2 separate regions of the Gossypium arboreum genome follow, and region 1 is linked to region 2. Evidence: chromatin contacts called from public Hi-C data. All regions are on one chromosome and are shown on one strand. Each heading gives the region's core, a stretch centred on a gene start, on an enhancer-like site or on the middle of the called end of the contact. The rest is flanking DNA. Distances are from core to core; before and after follow the strand shown. Region 1 holds the start of LOC108480976 (protein WHAT'S THIS FACTOR 1 homolog, chloroplastic). Region 2 holds the start of LOC108482162.

Evidence for each region. A called contact is a pair of places that touch in the nucleus more often than the background predicts.
Region 1: a contact with region 2 is called in a Hi-C map of leaf, with 3 times the contacts expected there. The contact joins the promoter of LOC108480976 here to the promoter of LOC108482162 in region 2. A contact is called at or near these places in 2 of 5 Hi-C or Micro-C datasets (both in leaf).

What each region holds. Positions count from the first base shown.
Region 1 is chr6:117,793,539-117,796,591 of ASM2569848v2, forward strand. LOC108480976 (protein WHAT'S THIS FACTOR 1 homolog, chloroplastic) reads right to left here and starts at 1,785. Exons shown (of 3, transcript XR_001870731.2): 1 at 25-1,785.
Region 2 is chr6:117,601,685-117,605,035 of ASM2569848v2, forward strand. It overlaps LOC108482162, which reads left to right and starts at 1,275. Exons shown (of 2, transcript XM_017785275.2): 1 at 1,275-2,515; 2 at 2,905-3,351. The coding sequence starts at 1,428. The coding sequence ends at 2,959.

The DNA.
Region 1 (3,053 bases), core at 535-3,034, 190 kb after region 2:
ACTAACCGTGCAAAAGAAAATAACCTCAAGTTTAACTAGTGCCTTTGTATGAATTGCAAACATGAGAAATCTCCAACTCATCATCATTAGTAGGTGAAACAGCATCTAAACCACCCATGATTTCTTCTTCCTCAAAATCTGCACATGTGTCTTCCATCTCAGTATCACCCTCGATTATATCCTTTTCCTCAATTATATCCCTTTCCTCCATGTCTGACAGGTCACTGAAAGTAGGAACCTCTTTCTTCTTTCCTCTATAACCAATAAAGCTCAGGACCTTTTCCTTCCAAAGCAACAATGGGCATTTCTCAATCAGCTCAGAACCTTCATAAGCTTCAGTCAAGAAGACACTAAACCTCTTCCCCCTTTCAGAAACATAAAAGATGCCAAAATGCTTCAAAAGAAGCCTCATCAATTTCTGTGGCATCACAAGTTCCCGTCGAAAATGAGTGAGATGGTCAGTCACCAATCTCTTCTCAATGGTAAAGCTAAGTAACTCGTGCATAACTGCAACCGCCCTCTTATCAAATTCCAATGACCCCGCTTTCAGCTCCCTAGCAGCTGCATAGGGAGACAAATAAGACCTTTTCTGAAAATGCTCAATCTTCCCTCCATGTCTATACACCTTTTTGTAGTTAGGAGGGAACTTCAAAGGAAAAGGCAAAGAAATTATACCCGGTTCACGTCCAATCCCATCATTCAAACCCAATGTTCTTTTCTCCAACTCTGTAATAGCCCAAGCAGGATTCCAATTTACAAGCTCCAAAAACTCAACCCCATCTTTAGATTTTTCCACCCTAAAATGTTGGGGATACTGATTCACCCACTTGGTCCTAAACTCAATTGGCAAACCAAAATCTCTCCTAAAATGAGCAATCTTATCTAACTGAATCCTTTTATCAACTGACATCATTAAAATCCTAGTAACATACTCAACAGCTTTGGTTGATTGTTCCTCAATCAGCCTTTCCTCTTCTTCCAACAAATCCTCAGCTTCTTTAGTCATTCCACACCATAAGGTTCCCCTTTGATCCTTGTATAATTCAAACAACTTGGGACATTTCCTAATAAAATCAGTTATTTTATGTGGTTTTGGCAAATTAAGTTGCTTCCTGTATCTGTCCAATGACCTTAAGGGGATAACCATCTCTGTTTCTTTCTTTAAAAGTTCCATCAAAAACAGTACTTTTGATAATATTTTCCATTTCTCTTTTACAATTTCGAGATAGTGAATTCTTTTGTTCTTGCTACGGTCTTGGACTCGTCTACTGGAAGTCATTGGTTTGATTTGAAACCACCCAAACATGGTTTGTTGGTACCACATCCTTCTCATTGACAAAAGATCAAGCATATGGTGGTGGTTAGAAAGTAGTCGCTGGATATGGACGGATTTATTCAACAAAACTTTGTTTATAATAAACGGAATGGCCATTGCTTAAGCTTTATTGCTTTTTCAAGCTTCCTGGAAGTATGGATAGACTATCAGAAGTTTCTGAAAAATGTCAGTAGGGGAATTTGGTGGGGTTTTTCTCTTTCACCGCATGCCTAAGCCAATAAATAGAAAAAGAAAAAGGGAAAGTACCAAAGTGTGGAGCTTGAGGGATTAAGCGAGACCAGTGAAGGCAAGGAAAGTGGAGAGGATGAAGACGTTGGAAGGAATAATAGACGGCGGCGATGACGGCAATCAAAACCTTGCGGAGGCAGAGCACTTGTCACTAATCGTCCATTTAACAGGCGTGAAATATTTTGTGAAATATTTTAGGTAAAAACAACTTTTCAATCCCTCTCAATTTCGAAATTGAGCAAATTAATCCTTATTAATTTAATTTTAAAAGTGAATAAATAAAAGACAATAATTAATAGTATTAGCACTTTTGGTCTAAACATCTGACGTGGCAAAATGGAAATAAAAAGATAAATATATTAAAAATAAAATATACGCATGTCAAGCACTTATTGAACTATCTAATCTAAATTTTTAAAAGGATAAATTTCAAAAATAGTCACTTTTGTTTACCTCATATTATATTTTAGTTACTAATATTTGAAATGTTACTTTCAATTACTCGCGTTATCATTTTATTACGAATTGATCACTCTGCAGTTAAACTCTACTAACTCCCTAATAGTAGTCCTACGTGATAGTCTAAATAGATTTTAAATGACTTGAATATCTAGTTGCTAGGGTAAAAATAAGTTTTTAATTAAATAAATTTAATTTGGACGGTCACGTAGGGCATCTAAGTTGGTATTTAAAATTCATTTAGACTATCACGTAAGACTATCATTAAGGAGGTAATAGAGTTTAGCGGTAGAGTGACCACTTCGTAACAAAATGATAATGTAATATTTCAAACATAAGTGATTAAAATATAATTTGAGACAAATAAAAATATTTATTTTTAGAGTTTATCCTTTTAAAAATGAATATTCTCCCGACCCATTTACGCACTACATAAACCCATTGAATCAAATCTAAGAAAAAAAAAACTAAAGAAAATCTAAAAGAACAGAAAGACAAGATTAAAATCCCTAAATGACAAGAAAAAAACCTAAACCCGGATCATCCAAATCTTTTGGATTTTTGATCGGACTTATATGCACCCCATGTTTCAAGGGTTTTGCACTTGCAAGTTGCGTGGGGAAGATTGGTGTTTTTAAGTTTACATTCGTTTAAACAAACTTTACACTAATGTTCTAAAATGGTGAATGCTCTCCGATCTGGAGCTTGTTTCAGAACCTCTGGAGATGTACTTTGGCTTTTTTTTTCAATCGTAAAGAGGCGAAGCAGATGGCCGAGGGTATGCTGTAGTACTTCTGTCACTAGGATTGTCTGCACTTCGCTGCATGTCCGGGCTGTGCTGCTATTGTTGTTGCTCGAGTTACTTCTGGATTCATTGAAATCCTGGAGTTGCTCCAAGGGTGAGTATTCGATTTAGTCGAGTCGAATCGAGTTAAAAAAATTCGAATTAGTTGAGTTGATGAATCATATTTTAGCAACTGAATTCAATTTGAATTTTTTTCGAATTGAATCGAGTGAAAAAATTTCATGT
Region 2 (3,351 bases), core at 25-2,524:
GAAGAAGACCTCTACCAAGACTAAGAATAGGTATTTATAGGCGAAGGTGATCATTCTTTAGCCTTAGATCTAGACACGTGGATTGTGCTAGTGTTGTTGTGGTTGGCTACTTAGGGAGTATAATAGACATTAATGAAATTGACATAGAGCAGATAAAACCCCACGTGTGTTTCATGCAAAGGAAACTAAACACATATCCTTCACAAGGTGGACCAAAAACATGTAATGTGTCGAGCGTGGATACATCTACGAGGGACATAGTTGTTTTGCATAAACGATGTTGGGACCAGACGAAGTAAAGGTGACGAGGTATTTATTACAAAAATCATGTGTAAATTCTACACAAATATAAAATAAACATAATATCTATTATTGACAGCAGTAACAATGTCTCTTACTCCATGTTTTATTTTCACTATTATTGGCGCCAGAAAGGGTTGAATAAAAACCACAGAAGCCATATCTTAGACGCTGCTAGCCACCTGCAATTGGAGTAAAAGTATTGATGATGAAGACGATGGTATGGAAAATTCTTGTCTTTTAACTTTCTGAACAACGTCTTCAGAAAGGGTCTAAAAATCTTGTCCATCTCTTTGTTTTTAAACAGCAAAATATTGGAAATTTTCTCCTATTTTTCCAAAATATAAAAAAAGGCTACATTACAACAGTAATGGAGATTCCTTTGTCAGTCATCTCTTGTAGTTGTAGTATTAAGACTTTTGGAAGTGTAGGTTCTTCACAGGCATAGCCTGGTCCCATCGTACTTTCAGACAAGATACCAGAATAACCCTTGCTTTTGCCCTAAAATTCCCTCACATACATATATCACCGGTTAAAATGAAAAAATTACATGCTAAAATATCAATCCAATTTACCCAAGAGAAGAAGAGACCATTTGCTGAATCCTGCCTAGTAATTCAGAAGCTGTCCCCTTTGACATAATGAGGATCAACAGCAACCAAATCCTTCTATGTAATAAAATATATTTAAGCTTCATCATCGCATTTCTGTTTCTTTTGTCTTTTTTTAGACACATGCAAGTAAGATAAAAGCATATGAAACCCCAGTGTATTATTAAGTGGGACTGCGGGATTGATCTTCCCAGGCATGAATGAAATGTAAATGTAGTTGAAAGAGGAGGGCAGTTTAGTAAAGGAAAGTAGTAAGCCTAAAACAAACATGTAAATAAAGGGTAACAAGTGTTGATTGCCAAAACAAGGAAAAATCCAAAACAATTTACAAACCCTAGGTCAGCTTGTATTTATAACACCCCCTTCCTTTGTGAAACTTCAGTCTCCTGCACCTCTCTCTGCATTTCTGTACATTGCCTTTTAGATTTTTTGAGGAAAAAATAACACCCCCATGATCTTTCAAACCACCTTTCTCTTTCTACGGTACTAAGTTGGAAAAAAAAATAAAAGTTAGATATGAAGGGTCGATGTTCCAAGCAAGAAGCAAAAGAAGGAATGGAAATTGATAGAATTAGAAACAGTCACAAAGATGAGACTCCTCAGCTCTCTGGTGCTTACATTCGTAGCCTGGTTAAACAACTCACCACTTCCAGAAGTGCCAAAGACCCTGATTGCGTTAATGGCCAAATTTTGAGCAAATTTGGTGAGGGTTTTAGTGCTACACCACAGACACAGAGCCAGGTGGAACCAAACCCACCACCTAAACAACTAAAGAAACAGGTTCGGAGGAGATTTCATACCCGCAGGCCTTACCAACAAAGGATGCTTAACATGGCTGAAGCTAGGAGAGAAATTGTCACTGCACTCAAGTTCCACAGAGCTGCCATGAAACAAGCCAATGAACAGCAACAAGAAGAGCAATCATCACGGTCGCTTCAGCCTTCTCCTTCATTCCCACAACCTTTTGAGCAAGAACCAAAAACAAACAACTTGTCTACCTATAATTTAGACTATTTTTCCCATTCCTATAGTTGGCCTCCTTCTTCTCCAAGTCCTTTTACATCCACTGCACACACTTTGAACCTACCAGACCAAACCCTAGGTCTAAACCTTAACTTTCACGATTTCAACATAGACTCCAACCTTTACCATAACAGTAATAACCCATCAATCTACTCATCTTCATCATCCTCATCTTCCCCAACTCTATCAGTTGCAACTGAAGATGTGCCTTCAGTTGCAGTGTCACATGAAGTGGGGCCTGGGACTATGGCCAATTCAACAGCATCCTACGGTGGGGGAGGCCTGCATCAAGCTATGGACGATGAGGGAATGGCGGAGATGAGATCATTAGGAGAGCAGCATCAAATGGAGTGGAACGACACTGTGAATTTGGTAACATCAGCATGGTGGTTCAAGTTCTTGAAGAGTATGGAAGATGGGAATGAAGTGAAAGGTGAGGATGATGGGTACCACCAACCATTTGATCAAGTCATGGAACTCCCTGCCTGGTTGAATGCAAATGACTGTGGCTTGCAGCACCACCATTTCAATAATCTTTTCCCAGATTCTTACTTCCAGGATTCTGATTCTGCCTTACCTTGGTAAGTACCCAGATTTTCAAAAACATAAAACAAGTGTTTCAGAACGTATAAATTACGATTTTTTCACTATGCTCATTCATACATTGGAAATTTAGAAACTCTCTCAAATTGGATCTAATTGAGGGTCAAAATTTGGTAAAATGCAGTAATTTACCTGATTCTTACCAAGAAAAGAGTCAAATTTGCCTCGTTTTCTGTAAAACATAATAAAGTTGCACCCAATGGATGCCGTGCCTTCATGCTTACAAAAGCTTCTGGCTGTAAGAGCCCAAAAAGGCCCATTAAAGCTTAACGCATGGGCTTTTCTTAAGAAATTGAGTGAAATAGATCAGTCCTTGAGATTTTTTTTTAAATTTTGTTTTATTGATATGTATTGTTGTGATTCACAGCATGAATATTGGAGAAATTGAAGGAATTGATGGGGATTGGCATTGGCTGGCTTAATTCACAAGGATTGTTTACGTTTTTAATTAAGCAATAGCATCTCACCTCCCTTTTGTTTTTTATTTTGATTAAGTCCCTTTCTCCCATACTTTTTTATTTTTCTTTTTTCTTTTTACCTCTAGTACTTTTAGAGATATCTCAATCTAAAAAAGAAAAAAAAATTAGAAAAGGTAGCAAGTGGCAAAGCCATTGAAGAAAATAACATAAAATGTCGGTATCAAGTATCAAGAGAGGAGTTTGCTTTTTGCACTAAATTTTCCAACACCAACAATTTTCTTTGTATTTTTCTCATCTTCTCTTCTTCTAGTTTTCCAGCTCACCTGCATGCGATTTCCCTATGGAAAATTATTATTTGGTTATTTATAAATGATATTATATGTAATTTGCGAAAA